Regions from separate parts of the Ovis aries genome. Here region 2 is linked to region 1. Evidence: chromatin contacts called from public Hi-C data. All regions are on one chromosome and are shown on one strand. The core of a region is the stretch at or near the end of the contact, and the rest is flanking DNA. Distances in the headings are between cores, read along the strand shown. Region 1 has its middle 18 kb from the start of P2RX7. Region 2 overlaps IFT81 (intraflagellar transport 81).

Region 1 (5,268 bases), core at 2,679-5,178:
CAAAAAATGATTTCATATCCTTACAACTGCTTTGTAAGGCAGGCCAGGAAACTAAAGCTCAGAGAGGTTAAGACTCTTGCTCAAGGTCCAGTAGCTGGTTAAGAACAGTAACCATGATCTCAACTCTCACCTGAGACCCCAAAGCCCACATTTGCCTGCCACAAAAAAAAAAAAAAAAAAAAAGGCAAAACATCATGGCAACATGTGTTGAAGGGATGATTAAAGGTAATCTTGTGGCGTTTTTTAATGCCTCAGATGGCATTTGCTGGGCAGACAGACATAGGATGAAGCAATGAAAGAAAGAAATTATTTGAGCACCTCATACATGCCGTTGGCACTCATACACATCATCTGTCAATTCTCCTGTGACACATATATGCTCTTCAATTCTGTCAACAATATTGAGGCACAAATGAGAAAATTGAGTTCAAAGAGATTAAGAAATTTGCCTAAAGTCCCTTGGTAAAAGCTAGCATTCAGACTCTAATCCCCCTGACTGGTGTTAGTATATAAACAAATCACATTCTTAAAAACAAAAGGAGCACAGAGGAGGGTATATGGTAGTCTGTGTCCGGCTCGACTGCAGACCTCCAGCCACGAAACCCCTCAGACTCTCCTAGAAATCATTTTATACCTGGAGGCTTCAGGATTTGAAGTCCTCCTGATCTAGGTTCAAACCCATTTACGAGCATGACTGTGTGCCAGGCCCTAACTGGGTATATTATTTCATTTGATTCTTGAAAGAACACTGTGCAGTAGATAGCAATTATCATTCCTGTTTTACAAGTGAACAGATTGAAGCTCTGAGAAGTATAGTTGACCCTTGAATAGGTTTGAACTGCCCTCACCCACTTCCATGAGGACTTTGTTCAATAGTGAATACTGTCGTTGATTGAACCTGCAGATGTGGATGAACCACAGATATGGAGAGTTGACTATAAGTTACACTGGGATTTTCAGCTATGCACAGGGTTGGTGCCTCTAACTCCTGTGTTATTGAAGGGCTGTGTGCTGTGCTGTGTTCAGTCACATCCAACTCTTTGAGATCTATGGACAGTAGCCTGCCAGGCTCCTCTGTCCATGGGATTCTCCAGGTAAGAGTACTGAAGTAGTTTGCCATGCCCTTCTCCAGGGGATGGTCCCAACCCAGGAATTGAACCTATATCTCCGGCATCTCCTGCATCATTGCAGGCAGGTTCTTTACCCACTGAGCCACCTAGGAAGCCCCCACTGAAGGGTTAGCTGTACCTTATTAAAGTGTGAGTAAGCCCAGGTGTTGATAATTTGCCAATATTTTATGTGATATTATCTTCATGGTCTTATTTTTCTCCATTGACAGACAGGAAAATAGAATTAAAGACAAGTGAAAATGACTTTCCTCATGGCATTTGCACTCACTGTTCCCTCTGTGTGCAATGCTCTTCCCAGGCATCCAGAGGGTTTGCTCCCTCACCTCCTAAGGTCTTCACTTGGTCATCTTCTGGATTTCCCTCGTGGTCCAGTGGTTGAGAATCCACTTGCCAATGCAGGGAACATGGGTTTGACCCCTGGTCCAGGAAGCTTCCACATGCGTTCAGGCAGCTAAGCCTCGGAGCCCCAACTACTGAGGCTGCACTCTAGAGTCTGTGCTTTGCAACAAGAGAAGCCACCACAACGAGAAGCCCGCACATCACAACTAGAGAGTAGCCTGAGCACAGCAACAAAGACCCAGCACAGCCAAAACTAAATAAATAAAAATTGTTTTAAAGTCATCTTCTAAAATGGAACAGGACCCTGTGGTCCTTCCCGCCCCACCCCCCACCACCCCATGTCCTCTGTCTGCCTTTTGTCTGTAGAAAACTTTAGTCAATGAATAAGTTTAATTAGAGAAATGAGAAATACAGAAACAAAGGAAAACAACGGAGACCAAAAAATAATAATGTAGTCATTAAACATAGCCAAGGACCTTTAGTTCTTTCTCAAGGGCTATAGATAATATTCTGAGTCCCGTCCTGTGACCTGTCTTACATCTACTAGAACACCAGGGTGAAGAAGTTAACTATATGATAACCAGATTGTACCCACGACATAAGCTGCCACAATTCTGAGAATTAGCCTCAAAGAAATGGGAACAAATGGACCCTGGAATTGAAGATTAACTGTGTCTAAAACAATCAAGATGATGCTGGTCATACCCCAGTGACCTGTTTGAAGATGACTGTAAGAGGTGACTGTACTGTTTCTACAGGTAGGCCCATCCTTCTGTCTATAAAAGCTCTTACCCCACTGGTTCTCAGTGTAAGGGGAGGGAGTTGGCCTTTGGACAGATGTCTGCCCTCCCCTCCACCCAGTTGCTGGCATCTGAAATAAAGCAAACTTTCCTTTTCACCATCCTGGCCTGGTTATTGGCTTTTGAGGGGCGAGCAGCTGGACCCCGCACACTCTTCTGGTAACACTTCTGGACTTCTCTGGTGATCCAGTGAGTGGCTAAGACTTCCCACTCCCAATGCAGGTGGCTAAGGTTCAATCCCTGGTCGTGGAACTAAGAGTTCGCCAGCCATAACTAAAGATCCTACATGCTGCAATGAAGATCAAAGATCCCGCATGATGCAGCTAAGACCCAGTGCTGCCAAATGAATAAATATCGTTTTAAAAAAAACAATGTCATCTTCCTAAGGGAGGCCTTTCTCGACTGCCCTATTTAAAAATTCACCCTCAAATCTTGCATCTCAATGACAAAAGACAGAAAACCCAATTCAAATAGTGGGCAGAAGACTTGATGTTTCTCCAAGAAGACATAAAAATGGCCAATAAGCACATGAAAAAAGGCTCAACACCTAATAATCTGCATTAGGGAAATGCAAATCAAAGCCACATAAGATACCACTTCATACCACTAGGATCACTGTTATTTACAAAATGGAAAATTACAAGTGTTGGCATTGTGGAGAAATTAGAGCCCTCAGACATTGCTGGTGGGAATGTAAAACGGTGCAGCTACTGGAGAAAACAGTTTGGTGGTTCTTCAAAAAATTAAATATACGACCCAGCAATACAGGGGGACTTCCCTGGTGGTCCAGTGACTAAGATTTCATGCTCCCAAAGCAAGGGGCCAGGATTCAATCCCTGGTCAGGGAACTAGATCAAAAGTTCGCATGCCACAACTAAAGACCTTACGTGCTGCAACTAAGACCTGGTATAGCCAAATAAATATGTAAATAAATAACATTTAAAAAGAATATGTTTTGGAACTAGATAGAGGTTGTGTTAAGTTCATCCCTCAATACATCTTATCTCCCTTCCTCGTTTGAATTTTCTCCATAGGAAAATCACACACACACTATATTAGGGTCTACTGTTCAGCCTGTTTCTTTAGAATATAAACTTCAACAGAGGAAGGATTTTGATCTCTTTAGTTAACTCACATAAACCCCCAAAGAGTTGCTGACACTCATTAAATATTTGTTTTATAAATGAATTAGAAGAAGTGTAGTGATGAAGCAGAGTCCTGCTCCCCCAACCTTCTATGTTGTTGTTGTTTAGTCACTAAGTCATATCTGATTCTTTTTGCAATCCCATGGACTGTATCCTGCCAGGCTCCTCTGTCCATGTGATTTCCCAGGCAAGAACACTCGAGTGGGTTGCCATTTCCTTCTCCAGGGGATCTTTCCAACCCAGAGGTGGAACCTGAGTCTCCTGCCTTAGCAGGTGGATTCTTTTCCATTAAGCCACCTGGGAAGCCCCCTCCCCTCCATCCCTGTCTCTAATTCTGACTGGCTCTTGATCCTCAAATATATGAACAATAATCCTTAGTCCAGGTTCATTTTTTCCTCCTTTTCCTAAAGAGCTGAATCCACAAGCTCTCAGCTCAGCCTTATAAACCCTTCTCTGCAGAGAGTCTGAGAAAAGAAGGGCAGGAGAGAAAGCAATGAATCCATCACTATGTGGAGAAACACTGTCAGCTCTGTCACTCTGTGGCTGCCCACAGCAATTGATTGTAACCCCAAACCGGTGCTGTGAGGCCATCTTGGCTCCCAGCCAGGAAGATGTCGTTCCCAGCTGCTGCCCAGGTGCTCTTCAGCGGGGACATTTAGAGAAGTGAGTCAATAACCATTTATGAACAGCCATTCTAACACAGGCCTGTACCAGGCACTTGGCCAAATTACAAACGTAAAATATGATCATTCATTTGATCATTCACTCATTCATGTGGTTATCAAACATTCATTGAGTACCTACTATGTGTCTTACACTGTGGCCCTTGATTTCACCATTTACAGTTGAACTTAGAGCTGAGGTGCCAACACCATATAGACCAGATTTTCTCAGCTCTGGGCACTACTGACATTCTGGACCAGAAAATTCTTTGTTGTAGGGGGTTGATCTGTGTATTGTCAGATGTTTGGCAGCCTCCCTGACCATTAGATGCCAGTAGCATTTCCTGGTGGCTCAGCTGGTAAAGAATCTGCCTGCAATGCCTGAGACCTGGGTTCGATCCCTGGGTTTGGAAGATCTCCTGGAGAAGGGAATGGCTATCCACTCCAGTACTCTGGCCTGGAGAATTCCATGGACTGTAAAGTCCATGGGGTCGCAAAGAGTCAGACACAACTGAGTGACTTTTGCTCACTCACTCACTCAGCACTCCCACAATCATGACAACTAAAAATGTCTCTAAACGTTGCCAAATGTTCCCTGAGGGTGCACAATTATCCCTGTAATAAACCACTGGTTTAGATCAGTTCAGTTCAGCTCAGTTCAGTCGCTCAGTCGTGTCAGACTCTTTGCGACCTCATGAATCACAGCACGCCAGGCCTCCCTCTCCATCACCAACTCCCGGAGTTCACTCAGACTCACGTCCATCGAGTCAGTGATGCCATCCAGCCATCTCATACTCGGTCGTCCCCTTCTCCTCCTGCCCCCAATCTCTCCCAGCATCAGAGTCTTTTCCAATGAGTCAACACTTCGCATGAAGTGGCCAAAGTACTGGAGTTTCAGCTTTAGCATCATTCCTTCCAAAGAAATCCCAGGGCTGATCTCCTTCAGAATGGACTGGTTGTATCTCCTTGCAGTCTAAGGGACTCTCAAGAGTCTTCTCCAACACCACAGTTCAAAAGCATCAATTCTTCGGCACTCAACCTTCTTCACAGTCCAACTCTCACATCCATACATGACCACAGGAAAAACCATTCAATATCACAGTTATCCAAGTCTATGCCCCAACCAGTAATCCTGAAGAAGCTGAATTTGAACGGTTCTATGAAGACCTACAAGACCTTTTAGAACTAACTG
Region 2 (5,276 bases), core at 2,580-5,079, 120 kb before region 1:
TTCCAAATATATCTTGAAACAAATGCAAGAAGGGCACTTTGCTGAGTGTTATCTGGACATATATAGTTTCAATCAAATTCTTCAAGAAGTGTCAGAATAAAAGTTGAACATTTGTTTGACACTGCCAAGTCACTAGCAAGTGGGTCTCTTCAAGGGCTGAGGCTCTCCTTGGCTACTTGGCAATTATTACAACGTAAAACAGTTCTTTTTCTTACTCTCAAGAAAAAGCAATCAAGGACTGTTAAACACCAGCTTTGAATTTTTTTCCTCACATTTCTGGTTACATAGGAAATCAAATAAACTTATAAAAATGTCTCCCAACAAAAATGTAACTTTAAAATCTTCTGTTTCTCATCTAAATTTCTTCAAATTAGCAAATCTTTTCCACATATCTGAAAATGTGACATGAAACAAAAAAGTGATTGTACAAATGAGATGACAAAGAGTTGCAAACTGAATCAAAGAATAAAATGTTGAATCTCTGAGTTAGTGTAAAAAAATATTCCCCCAAAGATGATGAAACAAACAACTGACTTATTGCCTATACTGCTCTCTTTTGTCATAAAAAACAAATCAAACTTAGTCCATGATAGCAGTCTTTTGTGGAGATGATAATCTGTGATTCCCTGCAATGCAGTGAATCTCTCATTTCATTGAGGGTCCAAAAGGAATTAGGATATTAACAACAGCTCCAACAACTGTACCAACTCGAAACAGCTCATTGATTTGGTTTCCAGCTCCTTTTCCAGCTTTAACTCTCTTACTCTCTGCAGCCTTGCCTGGCTGGTACCTCAGGGCATTCCTTTCTTGGGGCTTCCTCAATCCCGTGGAGCTCTTGTTCCCTCCCTAAGCCAAATTCTACCCATGCTTCCAGAGTGGTTTTAAACTTGTACCATCTCTTTCTCCAGTCTGCCCAGATTGCTCCAGCCCACAGTGTTTTTTCCCCCTCTGAATTCCCATTAGACTAGTAACTCTTGATGGGATTCCAAAAAGCTAAACTGAAACTTTCAGAGACCCTGAACTCTAAGGAGAGTGTAAGGAAGTCTGAGTTTTGATTTTTCTAAAGAAAACTTCTTTGATTTCTGAAATATCAAATATTGGGGTATATCTGTTTGATAATCCAGTGCTGTAAATTGCTTCAATCGCTGGTTCCTATCCAAACTTTACTCATCTTTCCAGGCCCAGATCATTCCCTCTTCTTTGATGAAACCTCCTGGACGCCCCTTTGACCTTTTAGTCTTCCCTAGTCCATTTTGGAAGGAAATGGCAACCCACTCCAGTACTCTTGCCTGGAAAATCCCATGGACAGAGGAGGCTGGTAGGCTGCAGTCCACGGGGTTGCGAAGAGTCAGACATGACTGAGCGACTTCACTTTCACTTTTCATTCTCATGCATTGGGGAAGGAAATGGCAACCCACTTCAGTATTCTTGCCTGAAGAATCCCAGGGACAGGGGAGCCTGGCGGGCTGCTGTCTATGGGGTCTCACAGGGTTGGACACGACTGAAGTGACTTAGCAGCAGCAGCAGCAGCAGTAGCAGTCTGTTTTGACTGAACTTCTACAGCACACAAAATTTAGCACTAGGTTTTAGGATTCAATGTATTTGCTGTATTGTATTGTTAGTCTGGCTAATGACAGGGGCCATGTCTTATCCTTTTACTGTACCTTTTCATGGAGTCCAGCTGAGTGCCCAGCATGTCAAATTACAGAGCACACGAGCTTAGCCCATATTAGGAACTCCTTACCCTGGCCTCACACAACTAGGTAACTTATTGAGCCATTCTAGACTTGCCATTTCCTGAACATGTCATGTACTTAAATGCCTTTATGTCTTCCACTTGTCTTACACTATCAAAATCTTAATTCATTCTTATAAATCCAGCTCAAGTCCCACCTCTTCCATTAATCTTTCTCCAATCCCCCATGTCAAAATTAACTGTTTCTTCCTCTGAGCTCCTTGTTTTATACATTTAAAAAAACTTTTCTTTTTGCTGCTTAATGTTAGAATCTTCTAGACTGTGTGCTCTTTGAGAGAAAAAACCAGGTCATGTTCACTTTCTATTTTAGCATGTAGCACAGTGTCAGGCATGCAGAAGATATTCAATAAATATTCACATATAAATAAATGAATGAACTTACAATTTTATTCTCCAGTTAATCAAGTAACAGCTTGTTAATATCTTTGGTTTAGCCTTGGCATTTTCACAGATGAAGGTGAGAAAAGTCCATAAAACTATTCAATGAATTCTGGATTTGACTAAATAAATTTTGTGGTTCTGCTTAATATTTTATCTTATTTCAACCTTTAAGTTTGATGGTAGCATTGTTTGTAAAGTAAAAAACTGGAATCAATCTAAATGTCCAGCAACAGGAGACATATATGAGTTTAAGACTTTCACAGAGAAAGTTTTTTTTTTTTTCTTTTTCACCACCATCTACCTCCAGAACTTTTTCATCATCCCAACTGAAACTCTTCATGGAGAAAGTTTTAAATTATAACCTATAAAGTTTCTACTCTCTCTTTACCTAAACCTATTACTCACTTCTTTTATGCATTTACTCGACAATCATTTTTACTATAATTCCCTCATCTGGTTGGTAGAGTTTATTCACTTTAAAATATTTATTGATTTATTTTATTTATTTTTGGCTGTGCTGAGTCTTTGTTGCTGTACACAGGCTCAGTAGTTGCGATTTGTGTGCCATAGTTGTTGGTGCATGGGCTTAGTTGCCACAAGGCATGTGGGATTTTCCTGGAGCACGGATAGAACCCATGTCCCCTGCACTGGCAGGTGGATTCTTAACCACTGGACCGCCAGGTTAAGTCCCAGCAGAGTTTATTTTTAATCATTTAGTAAAGCAGTGAAGTTTTTTTTTCAGCTATAGTTAAGGAAATATATTATTGAAAATGCATTATAAATGCAAAAAAAATAATTTCACGTATACTGCAGTTCATAAATGGACAGCAACCTTTATGGATATATACAACTATGGGTCACATTGCAGGACAGCACATAGTTAAGAGCACAGGTTTTGGACCCTGGCTCCACCTGTTACAGTTATTAGCTGTGTAATACTGTAAAAGCCTTTCTGTGCCTCAGTTTCTCCATTTATAAAGCGAGGATAATGGTATCCATCTCATAGGGTTATTTTGAGAGTTACACTAGTTCATACACATAAAGGACTTAGGACGGTGTCTGGTACATAATCAGTGCTTACTAATGGACTAGCTGCTAGCATATTATTATTTTCATCTTTCCCACGATTCTGATTATTATAATAACCACAATAATATTACTCCCCTGAAGTAAAATTTTTTTCAGGGAGCAAAATTTGTTCAATCTGGCTTTGCCGAACTGCTGTTTAACGAAATTTCCCTTCCTCTGTAAGTTGGCTTTGCTTCTAGAACCAATAAACCAATCAGTCTTTGCTCTTTAACAATGGGACCGGCTCCCTCATGAGGAGTGAACTGCATTGTGGTTACTCTACTGAGGCTGGAAAGCCATTTGCCACAAGCACTCCTGTCCTGATTTCTGCACTGAGAGAGGCTGAAAGAGATCCCTCAAAGGTCCCAATTTAATGAATGACCATATGAATCATTCTGAGGTTCCTTTCAAGCTCCAAAATTCTCTGCCTATTCACCAGGTTCTCACATGCAATGTTAAGCGGCAGTCTTGCCAAGAACCTGCAGTTCATACTCTGAACTGAGGCGGAAACAAATACTGTCACAGAAGAGCAGAAAGCTTAAATTTCTTTCTGTCTTCTGAACAATGCATTTCCACAGCAGTGAACCACGTTTGGTGACTCAAGTCTCTCAGCAATTCTAGAGAGGAAATTGTGAAATTATCGCTGTTTGCTGAGACAGTACTTACAGTTTGCCAAAAGAGGGAGCATGGGAGCAGAAAACACATTTGTCCAAGTCTTAAAAAAAAAAATGTTTGTTTGGATTTAGTTTTTTAGTTTTTTATTTCTTTTGCAAGGATTGGATGAAACTAAATGACAGTTACAGACAATATTTTCTTTTTAAGACTATCTTAAGACAGAAAGGTCCAAGATTGAAAATAGACACATAACTTTAAACGATCTCTCTCTATCTTCCCCAGACAAAACATTCACCTTATGCCTGGCTGCCACACATCAAATTGCTCTAACTAAACTGCTCTCATTAAAAAGAAAGGAAGGAGGAGCTCAGGCCAGCAGTTCTCCTGAGTAGGGAAGCAATCACATATTCAATAAAAGTACAACTTTCTCTCCTGGCTGCCATGGATTGTTTAAAAGAGAAGGATTCATTGTATATATAATCTAGATCTCACCTTTACTACAATAATGGAGAAGTTATTGAAATAACCAAGTTTAATGAAAGTTAATCATCAGGGTGCTGTTACTCACTCCCTAAGGCTAAACACTCCTTGGTGCCAAGCAAGAGGAATGATGTAAGCTCCTAGAACCTTTTGTAGAAACAAGTCTTGGATTCACACTCATTAGTCACTAATACTGGGTGAAAGCCTGTGTAAGACAAGGAGGTTTCTATATATCATATCCCTACAAAGTCATTTTTTCAATACAAATTTGATTGCTGCTTTTGTAAATGCAGCTTTGGCAATTTCCCCATTTGTACATATATTTTTAGTATTTTTAGTTTAAGGAACATATTCAGTCTCTTACTCAAATTACCAAAAAGTACTCTGTATCATGTTTAGCCTAAAAATTTAAGAAAGACACCTAGAAAATTCACAGAGCTTAAAAATTTTCCCCCCAAATTATGTATGTTATATAAACTAATTACATGATAGTTTAATGAAATGGTTTCTTTCATTGCTGCTGTCCACTGCATTAAAGCAATATGATATAAAATATTAATCTAAAGAACAAAGTTAAATATTCTACAATTTCCTGAGAGTTGGTTTAATTTCCATATGCCTCTGAACAATGCTCTAAGGTAACTCTGCTAACACTTTCTAGACCTGGAAAACACATGACCTTAGATTCAGTTATTAACAGATTTATAACAGAAAAGACATTATATTATAAAATTCTTCTTAAAGGACAACCTTTAAAGTTGTATTTTTCCTTAACTAATACAGGAAACAAGATAGGCAGTGGCTTTTTGAAATTTATGGTTTAGTCAGTCCCATGCAACAGCTGGCAATACTGGGTCCTAGTAGGAGAAAAATCTGTGAACAAAGAAGTAGATTTCACAGGCTACATTTTTTTCCTTAATTTGGGTCATCATGTGGAAGACGAGATTATTTTCCAAAATGATTAGGCATTCTCATC

The links. Hi-C and Micro-C count contacts between places; a contact is called where the count stands out from the background.
Region 2: a Hi-C map of omental adipose tissue shows a contact between it and region 1, with 2.1 times the contacts expected there. The contact joins two enhancer-like sites. A contact is called at or near these places in 11 of 16 Hi-C or Micro-C datasets (blood, hypothalamus, liver and 6 more).

Annotation. Positions count from the first base shown.
Region 1 is chr17:54,076,556-54,081,823 of ARS-UI_Ramb_v3.0, reverse strand. No RefSeq gene overlaps it. Among named protein-coding and RNA genes, the nearest start is that of P2RX7, 18 kb to the right of the region's middle. Within about 2 kb of position 3,928, at least 5 of the 54 cell types and tissues checked have an H3K27ac peak or open chromatin away from gene starts, as enhancers often do.
Region 2 is chr17:54,199,299-54,204,574 of ARS-UI_Ramb_v3.0, reverse strand. It overlaps IFT81 (intraflagellar transport 81), which reads right to left. Exons shown (of 18, transcript XM_027956497.2): 18 at 3,947-5,276. Among named protein-coding and RNA genes, the nearest start is that of ATP2A2, 46 kb to the left of the region's middle. Within about 2 kb of position 3,829, at least 14 of the 54 cell types and tissues checked have an H3K27ac peak or open chromatin away from gene starts, as enhancers often do.